Linked DNA regions of Mus musculus: region 2 is linked to region 1. Evidence: chromatin contacts called from public promoter capture Hi-C data. All regions are on one chromosome and are shown on one strand. Each heading gives the region's core, a stretch centred on a gene start, on an enhancer-like site or on the middle of the called end of the contact. The rest is flanking DNA. Distances are from core to core; before and after follow the strand shown.

Region 1 (4,677 bases), core at 1,511-4,010:
CCAGCCCAAAGAAAGGGAAGGAAGAAGGATGCTGACTGACATCTGCCATCTCTCCTCTTAATTTAGCTCTGCTTCCCATCTTGGCTCAGAACCAGACAGCTTCACCCACAAACACGGGCGAGCCCTAAGCCTTATCGAGCCAGGGCCTCACCATGCTTGTGATGTAGCTCCACTGGGTACCACCTGGGTCCCTGCCTGGCCGTGGGACCAGCGCATGAGAACAAGCATCCACAGGTCCAGAGAGGGTACACGTGGAGAGCAAGGAAAGCCAGGTTCTTTGTCAAACTGTTATCATTTAGGAGACTGTCCCCCAGGAGACAGAAGGTACCAAGGGCCTCCTGAAGAAGCCCAATGAAGACAGGAGTTTCCTCAGGGGGAGAGTTAGGGTGCAGCCCTATTTACAGATACCACATGATGGGCCAGGATGCTTCCCAATGGTCTCTGACTAACAGGTCAGATGTGGCCTCCAACAAGCTGCCTAGAGGCATCACAACTGAGTTTTGAAAAAGACTGCCTAGAGACATCACAACTGAGTTTTGAGAAAGATTCCCGAAGCTTGATTTTGCTTCCTTGTGGCTTGCAACTTCCTTTCTGACCATCATGGAAAGGGCAGACTACAGAATAGTCACATCTGATAAAAAGAAGTGGGAATGAGAACTATCTACATCCTCTAAGGCTGTGGGGTCTCCGTATGCCAGGCCCTATATTCAGCACCTTGCAGACAACAGAGCTGGGTCTGATGGGAGCCTGGCCCTCTGTTCCTTCTCCCAGTGTCTGATCTATTGGCACTTGCTGTCCCTTTGCTATGATGCCAGAGGTATGTAAAAGACTTTACTGAGATGTTATCTGTAAAGTCAGAAGGTGGAAGCATATGCCTTTAATCCCAGCACTTAGGAGACAGAGGCAGGCAGATCTGAGTTCAAGGCCAGCCTGTTCTACAGGTCAAGTTCCAGGATGTCCAGGGATGCATACAGAGAAATCCTGTCTCAACCACCCCCTACAAAAAATTACATAAGACTCCTGGGTCAGCCAATGTCATTTAAAAAGATGTCATCTGTACAGAGGCCAAGCCTCATGCAGGACATGGGCACATGGGCCTCATTAGAGGATCCATGAGGATCTAATGAGGATCCAGTTGCTGAGCATGTTCTGTGTCAGGTCTGTGCACCGTCAATCCACTTCTGATGCCTCCACTTTACAGTTGAGAAATGTGAGACCCAGGAGGCCAAGGCTCCACAGGACTTAGGGAGTAATGCTGAACCAGGCCATTGTACTCGATTCCTGAGAACCATGTCATCAGATAGCCAGTAATTCTCCTGCGACAGGAATCTCAAGTCCCCTGCTTGACACTTAAAACACACACACACACACACATATGACGGGAATTTGTAAATGGATACGGGTTTATTTATAGTCTTTACCAGAACTAGGAAGAGAAAATTTCTCAGTTTCGCTCCACCTATAAATTGGAAAAGTACATTGCAATTTACAAAGGAAATTAAACAGAAGCAAGGAAAATACAATGAAGCTTTAGCTGTTAGATACTTTGTTATCAGAGCTGTGGGATGTTGTGGCATTGTTGGGAGCAACTTTGCCTTCAGCCCATCTCCTCCTAGCATAAAATTTTCTAGAGAAAGTTTTTGTTTTGTTTTGGACTCTTGCCAAGCTACTATGCCACCATACCGACATGTCCCTCTGTCACTTATAACATAGAAGTGTGGCCCACCATAGAGGCAGAAGTTGTACCAGACCCATGGCACAGGTGAAGCGTCTCGTCCCCCAGAGCACACTGGTCCAGATCTAGAAATATTCCAGCCTCAGTCTCAGCAAGAAGGACTGCCTCTCCGTACTCCCAGGACAAGAGACTCAAACCACTGCCGTGGGATACAGTTGACAAGTACGAAAAACACTGGGGAAAAACACTGTCTTCAGTTCTGAACGCGCACAGATGAACAAGAGCCTAGACTTAGCAGTGGGGTGACCCCAGGATGTGAGACTAATCCAGGTGGTGACACCGAGATTACTGTTGTCTCAACAGTGTCTCACATTTCTTTGGCTCTGTGCTGTTCTCTGTACTTCAGCTTATAAAGTCTCTTCTGTTCTACTGTCAAATTTCCCCATCTTCTTCCAGCTCAACGCTGCTGTGAGCTGCCCCAGCGATGATCCAGCTTAGTCAACTGTGATACTCAACTCCAAGATTCCCATGTGGGTTTTAATAGCTCCTTTCTCCTACTGCTGTATCTATTTGACAAGATGCTGTCACTGGTCATCTTTAGTTCCATAGACACAGCCTGTTTGTTTCATTGACCATGGTCTTCCACTGCCCCAGTTCATCACTACCCACCCAAAGTTGGTAGTTGCCTTTGCCTACTTCCAGGCTGATTTCCTTATGGATATCTGTTTAGGGAACTAAATTCATCAGCTTCGTCATGGCCATCTTCCTGCATCGCCTTTCTGAGAACCAGACACAGAAGCTTTGAGGTTGCTTTAGGGTGCAGCATCCGTGACAGAAGCAAGCCCAGTTTTAATACTGGCTGCTTGGTATGAGGAAGTTGCATTGGCAGCCCTTGGCCATCTGAGCTACAGCCTCTAGAAGAGGCTTTATCAGTACCTGCTGTGACAGGCCCAGAGGAGCCTAGCAAATGGACATTTACAAGAAAACCAAGCATGTTAGGAATCCAAAAATAACAGATAGAGGAGGCGCCCTGTGAGAACATAGATATGGCGCTCGGGGGATGTCTCGGCTCAGGAAGCTCCCTAACAGCCTGAGGACTTCCTGTTTCTACAGATTCCACTTTGTGACACACTCAGAGTGGTCCAGCCAAGTGTGGCCCTGTGACAGTACAGTTACAGTCCCATAGGACAGGAGAGGTGAAAATCTGTAAGCCATGCAGAAACGGCTGTATCCCACCCAAAGCTTGTGTCACTCCTGAGTCTCCCGTTTCTAATCTGTAAACCGAAGGTCTGGCATGAAGAACTGCTGAGCTGTGAGCAGGGATGACTGACTCTGTCCCCATCTTCTTCCTCTGAGCATTTGCATACTTGCATCTCTTGTGCTCTCTGTCTTCCCATCCCTGGCCTCCCTCCTTCCCTCCCATCTTAAACTCTGTCCTTGAACCCTCTCTCCAGATTGCTTCCCTCTAGAGCTATCCAAATTCCCAGGAAGAATGTTTTGACTGTACCAGTCTTTGATTATTTGCCCAACCCCAGATCCAACAGCTTTGGCTGCAAGAGAACTCTGTTACCCAAGGTTTGCTTCCGTATACAGTGCGCTCTATCTCTTCTGCTCCAAGTCCATCCCTCCAAACAGCGACAAGAACTAAACTTTAGAAAGGTCAGTGCCAAACACTTGGATACATGGAAACGGTGGGAATCTGGACGGCTACGCTGTTCAGGTTGCCGCAATGTCTAATCTTTACCTTCAGTTTCATTTCCAATATAATCTAAGCAAGTTGCCCACGTAGAAAAATTACCAGACAAGCAGTGAAATTTATCTGATTTTATTTTTTTTACACATCTCTGGGCATGGAATGAAACTAGACATTGGAAGGCATGGTGTCACACACAGAGTAAGTACGAGTCTTCCCCAGCAATCTCTAACAATGTCAGGGGTAGAGAGATGACTCAGAAGTTAAGGGCACTGGCTGCTCCTCCAGAGGGCTCAAGTTCAGTTCTCAGCACCATGTCAAGCAGCTTCCAACATCCAGGGGATCCAAGGCCTCCTCAGATACCTGGACTCATGTACATACCCACGTCAGACATGCACACCTATGAAGACAATAGAATAAATTGGGATATTTTAAAATAAAATAACAGTCAGGTCCCCTAAAGTATCAAAGTTAATGAAGATAATATGCTCATCTTCTCTGCTGCGGAGGGGTGCAGCATGTTCCTCAGATACTTTGGGACTCTGTAACAAGATGTTTGGAAATATGACACAAGACGTTCTAGCCAGAACTGGAGTGTAATCCTTTCTGCTATTAAACACAGGTGCCAGTTAGTGCCTTCTCTGCCATCCCACACAGTTCTCACCAAGCCATAAGATGAGCGTGCTCTCCGTGACCAAGTCCAGCACACTGGCACCCCCTTTCCAGAGCAGAGCCGGCATGCATACAGGAATCTGGTCCTCACTGCATGGCCTTGGACAGAGGGGGCTAGTGGGGAAACCTCGGGAATCTCCTCCTCCAGGAGTTGGCATCGACCTGAAGATGAGAGATCACTGAGTCAAAGTCAGTGCCAGAGGAGCCTGGTGCAGGAGCCCTGCGGAAAAAAATGGTGGGATGAAGGACAGAGGTGCACCGGATGATCTGTGTGGTGCTGAGTTCAGCTGCGCTGGTCCCACCTCAGGGGTCATCGTTCTCCAACTCTGCCATGTAATGATCGACATTTAAGTAATAATCCTGAAACTCGAGACTCAGATGCAGTTACCCTGTGTGGCAAAGCAGAGCTAAGGTTTCGGTCACTGCTGAAATCATAGCTGGTATCCACTCTGGGAACAGCTTCAGTACTTTAAGGAATCCCAGACAGCTGAGGGCCATGCTTGGCTGGCTGGGCTGATTGTGGTCTGACTCTCACCTATGATAATAAAGGGCCCTCACTGTAGATTAACTGACCTCGGGTCTACCATTTCAAACTCAGAGCTGAGCCTGCACCAAAATGAGCAGATGACAGCCATTC
Region 2 (4,670 bases), core at 234-2,733, 1.0 Mb before region 1:
CAAGCAAGCCCTCCCTCCCTTAGGGCTTTGTCAAGTGTTTTCACTCACCAGCAAGGATCTGACATACTCACTAACTTCGAGCAATTGAGCAAATTATTTTCAAAAAATCATGAATGATCCTAGCACAGCCCAAAGAGCCCTTCTCTCCCTCTTCCCTCTTAATGGCCACTACTGCAGTATCACCTTTGTTCACAAGAGGGCACACCAGCCACCAGAAATCTTTTCTTCCCTGGGCACTCTCCTGGCTGTGAGCTCTTTTCAAGAAGAGCTCAACAATAGTGTGCAAAAGAAAGAAAAAAAGAAAAGTCTGGAACTTGAGTGTTGTTACCCATAATCCTTTTTAATGTGGAATAAAGTTCCATTACTCCTGACCCCGGGGCTGGCAAGTCACAGTAATTGTGTCTGACACATCCTGGGGCATGATAGGCAGCACTGTTTCTATGATTTTTAGAGGACTGTACAAACAAGACCAAGAAAAACCTTAGAAACCTTTTATTTTTCCTGTTGAGAGCTGCCTAGTTTGTCTACTTGCTAATCCCAGCTGCAGAGGAGGTTTTAATTATGAGTAGCTTGTTTTCTTCTGGCACAAAGAATGTAGGGTGGTATAGGGAGTGTAGGCTAAGTATTAGGAGGTAACTCCTCCAAAGAACACAGGGTCCCTTCAAGCCAATAGAAATTCTTCACTGGCCAGTAGACCTAAACCGTGGAGCCCTGAGCCCTACAGTTCTTTGTCAGCGTGCACAAAAATTACATCCTGGTTGTCAAGCTTTGGTTAGCAAGAAGACAACAACAGATGCCAAAAAGCAAGGTTGGTATATTTAGGAACTTTCCCAGGTCCTGTACTATGGGCTGGCATAGGTTTTTGGTGGATTTGGTCTTAGTACCCATTCTGGCAGGCATTGGGGCCTACATACCCAGTTTTAAGGTCACGATAATGTCTCTAACATGACATCAGATGTCCTAAGGTCTTAGGATGTACTAAGCTCTGGGGGCCTGTTACAGTAAGAGATGATCTACAAACACCCAGGCCTGGATTGTCACTCCCAAATGGGTCCCAAAGTCGCTTCAATCTGAGATGTCCCTAGCCCTGTCATATAAAGTATCCTTTATGATGATAAGAGCCCAGACTTGTACTATGACCACTCTGATATCTGCGGGAGAGGGAGGACTCCATACACACTTTAAAACCCATTCAGCACCCTGCATCTGATGTGAGTTTGTCCCATGACAGGACTTCAGAGTCAGGAAGCTGTGGGGTGTGGAGTCACGTGAGCTGTGGAGGTCCACCCAAGGACACTGAGAGACAGTGAGAAGCCAACGGGGCTTTCGAGATGGAACAGCCTTGCTCTACGTGAACCTAGACGTGGGAACAAAGGCTTCCGAAGCCTTGGAAACCATGGGGAAAGAATGCAGTGCTGACCCTGGGAACAAACATAAATTCCAGGTTCTAATAGAAGGAAGGTTCTGGGCGATGACTTCTTTGTTGAACCCAACATTCCCGTGCCCTGTTGACGCACCCCTCTACGGAGCCAAGATCTGTTGGCACAGCCCTCTGCGGAGCCATGCTAAGAACACCATGAACTACAAATTGAGGGTGAGCTCAAGCCTGCTGGTAAGAAACAACCAAAGAAACCCACTGTCTCTAGACTTTCCCAGAAGCAGAATTCTGTGCTGAAGTAGTTGACCCATACCTGTTAGCGCTACTTAAATACGAATACATTTTTATCATGTCACCGCTCATGTGACATGCTCGTAAAATCTACTCATCTCTCTGCCATGGGTCTCGTATAAACCCAGAAAGACAAAGTGATTCTAAAGATGGTAAAGAACTTCCCATTACTGCAGATGTGGAAACTGACCCACACAGAACCAGCAGCACCCTCACCTGCAGCTCCTGGAAACCCAAGTCTACCAAGTTTAGCCTCCAGGATACCCACAGACATGTCTCTTCACTGGACCAAGGTGTGAACAACTCCCTTGGCTTTTCCTGTATTCTTATGCACCTAGGCCCTGTACTGTGTAGGACAGGATGGGTTGCTGTTTGCAGACAGAGTCCTCGTAAGGAAAGGGTGCACAGATACACCAGTGGCAAGGATAACATACTTGATGCTCTTGACCTAAATAATAATCAGAGACATTCAGACAGACAGACAGTCTTCAGGACATTGATATTGAGAGCTGAATGGGCTATTGTGGGAACAGGTATACCCCAGAAAGTCATGATTGTGGGCAAGGGATAATTTCTATAAACAAAATGAATTATGTCTAGCATCTTGAAACCATCTTCCTTGGTCACAGACTATCAAGGGAAATGCCACCCAAGGCTGAGTGGGCCATTTGGGGATAAACATCCTGAAAGGGTTTTCTGGACAAAATTCTGGTTCTGTAGCCAATGCAATGGTTCTACATCTTGGTGAATACAAAGTCAAAGCAAATGCCAGCATGAAATGAAGTAGAAAGATATATTACCTGCAGCAGGAAGGGAAGGGCAGGCAACCATTTCCAAAGCATCCAATGCCTTCCTCTGGGGAAGTGCCTGGAGCTGTTCGGCAAGCCAACAACACCTATGCAGTGGAGAGGGGGCCCCATCCTGAACGTGCTTAGTTAATGCTGAGTTGAACTCCTGCGCATGCTCAATTTAAGGTTATCATTCAGAAAGAAAGATGTAGATGTATTTCTGGGCATGCTCTGGTTTATAGATAGGGCACATAGGAGCCAGGTAGCATGCTGGGCATGTGACATAAACCTTCTGAAGGCTGAGTTAATATAGGAACTTGCCTGTGATGGTGCCTGCTTCACCGCTTGCCTCTGCCACTTGAGGTTTCCTGTGATCTGATCACCAGTCGAGTATCAAAGATATATTATATATTATATGTTATACTATGTTATATATTATATCAATTATATTATATATTCTATGTTATATGTTATATTATCTCATATATCATATATTATATATAACCTCCTTGTTATATCTATTAATAAACAGTTATTAAATAGATGAGTGACTCCATTTGGTTACAATAACTTACAGTTTTATGCTTAGTAGATGTGATAGATGTCAAATGATGCCTTTGCATAAGATATTCTTATATTTGAAAACTCATCTGTAAGCACACACGGGGAACTGGGAGAGAAGGGAGCTGTGAATGGGAACCATCGCAGGGGTCCCACATCTGGTATGGAAGGAGTTGTGAGTGGGAACCATCGCAGGGGTCCCACATCTGGTATGGAAGGAATTGTGAGTGGGAACCATCGCAGGGGTCCCACATCGGGTATGGAAGGAGTTGTGAGTGGGAACCATCGCAGGGGTCCTACATCTGGTATGGAAGGAGTTGTGAGTGGGAACCATCACAGGGGTCCCACATCTGGTATGGAAGGAGTTGTGAGTGGGAACCATCGCAGGGGTCCCACATCTGGTATGGAAGGAGTTGTGAGTGGGAACCATTACAGGGGTCCCACATTGGGTATGGCCTCCAGGATCACACACTCAACAGGATTCCTGGGGTCCTGAGGCATGAAAGTGTTCACAGCACAGAAGTCACACTATGTCCACAATGCCCACTGCCCTGAGTCAGTCATACCATGTAGGACAAAGTAATTGGGTCCATGGTGTGGTGGGGACAGGACCTGACCCAGGAGACTGATCCTGAACCAGAGGCTTGCGTGGAACTGAGTAACTGAAGGAAGATGTAGCCCCCAAGCACCGACTTTCCCAGTCTTCCAACTTTTACATGGTGCATGCTTAGACACAAATCCATGAATTAACTAGTCGTGAATAATTCTGGCATGATAGCTGGGATTTCCCAAAGTGTGTAAAGCCCTGTTGATTACAAGACCGATAGGGCCCTTGCTGCACAGACTCAGCCCATCAACATAGAACATGGGACTTACACAGAAGCAGGCACACACTGGGGACATCATGGAATTATCACGGACAGAAACACGTGTCATCCGAGTGCACGTCATTGCCATGACCTGCACTGTGTTGAAAAAATACACTTCATGATTTAATTGGCCAGCATTTACTCTGCATACATACTTACGTAATAGTAAATGTACCTAAAATATTCTGAAAGGCTGCGGAGAGGGCTCATTCACTTGCCACATAAGTTTGAGGGTCTGAGTCCAAATCCACTCAGCTTGCATAAGCAGGAGGTGGGAGCAGAAACAGGAGACTTTGTGGAAGCTTACAGCTGTATACAGAGTGATAGACAACAGCAAAAAAAGAAAAAAAAAGAGGTTCTGTCTCAAGCAAGGAGGAAAGCAAAGAGCAAAACTGGAGGATACCTCCATCAAATTCACATGCACACCGTGGCACACAGGATTACAAGCACATACACACTCACGGAAGCACGCATGTACACGCAGTCAAAAGAATGGGAAATGTGGCATTATTATTTTCATTTATTCTTAGTAACGTCATTGTTTAATACACTTGTACTTGTCTCTTTGTTTGCCCTAAAGGATGCAGTGTGCTGTATCACCAGGAGGTGGCAGTGTTGTACTTAAAGAAGCACCACACAGGCTTAGGACTGAGATCTCTTACAACTGTGGGAAATCCACGGCCTGTTGCATCACTGCAGACCCAGCAAAGCCATTTGTGATCATTTGGTGCCACCTGCCTGCTTTACAGTAAGAATCCACAGAACTTGCAGAGCCGTTCTAAC

The links. Promoter capture Hi-C pulls out the DNA fragments that hold promoters and counts their contacts.
Region 2: a promoter capture Hi-C map of trophoblast stem cells shows a contact between it and region 1, with 5 times the contacts expected there. The contact joins the promoter of BB014433 here to the enhancer-like site in region 1. A contact is called at or near these places in 8 of 39 promoter capture datasets (3T3-L1-derived adipocytes, cranial neural crest, hippocampal neurons and 4 more), 2 of 484 Hi-C or Micro-C datasets (both in embryonic stem cells), 4 of 115 datasets of contacts at active chromatin or transcription factors (all in embryonic stem cells) and 2 of 9 other capture datasets (adipose tissue and liver).

Annotation. Positions count from the first base shown.
Region 1 is chr8:14,002,369-14,007,045 of GRCm38.p6, reverse strand. Gm5907 (predicted gene 5907) reads right to left here. Exons shown (of 3, transcript NR_131137.1): 2 at 4,033-4,202; 3 at 3,485-3,768. Among named protein-coding and RNA genes, the nearest start is that of Gm5907, 19 kb to the right of the region's middle. Within about 2 kb of position 2,760, at least 13 of the 459 cell types and tissues checked have an H3K27ac peak or open chromatin away from gene starts, as enhancers often do. A contact at or near this core is called in trophoblast stem cells, where this site is marked.
Region 2 is chr8:15,042,891-15,047,560 of GRCm38.p6, reverse strand. BB014433 (expressed sequence BB014433) reads left to right here and starts at 1,483. Exons shown (of 2, transcript NR_037972.1): 1 at 1,483-1,594; 2 at 4,468-4,670.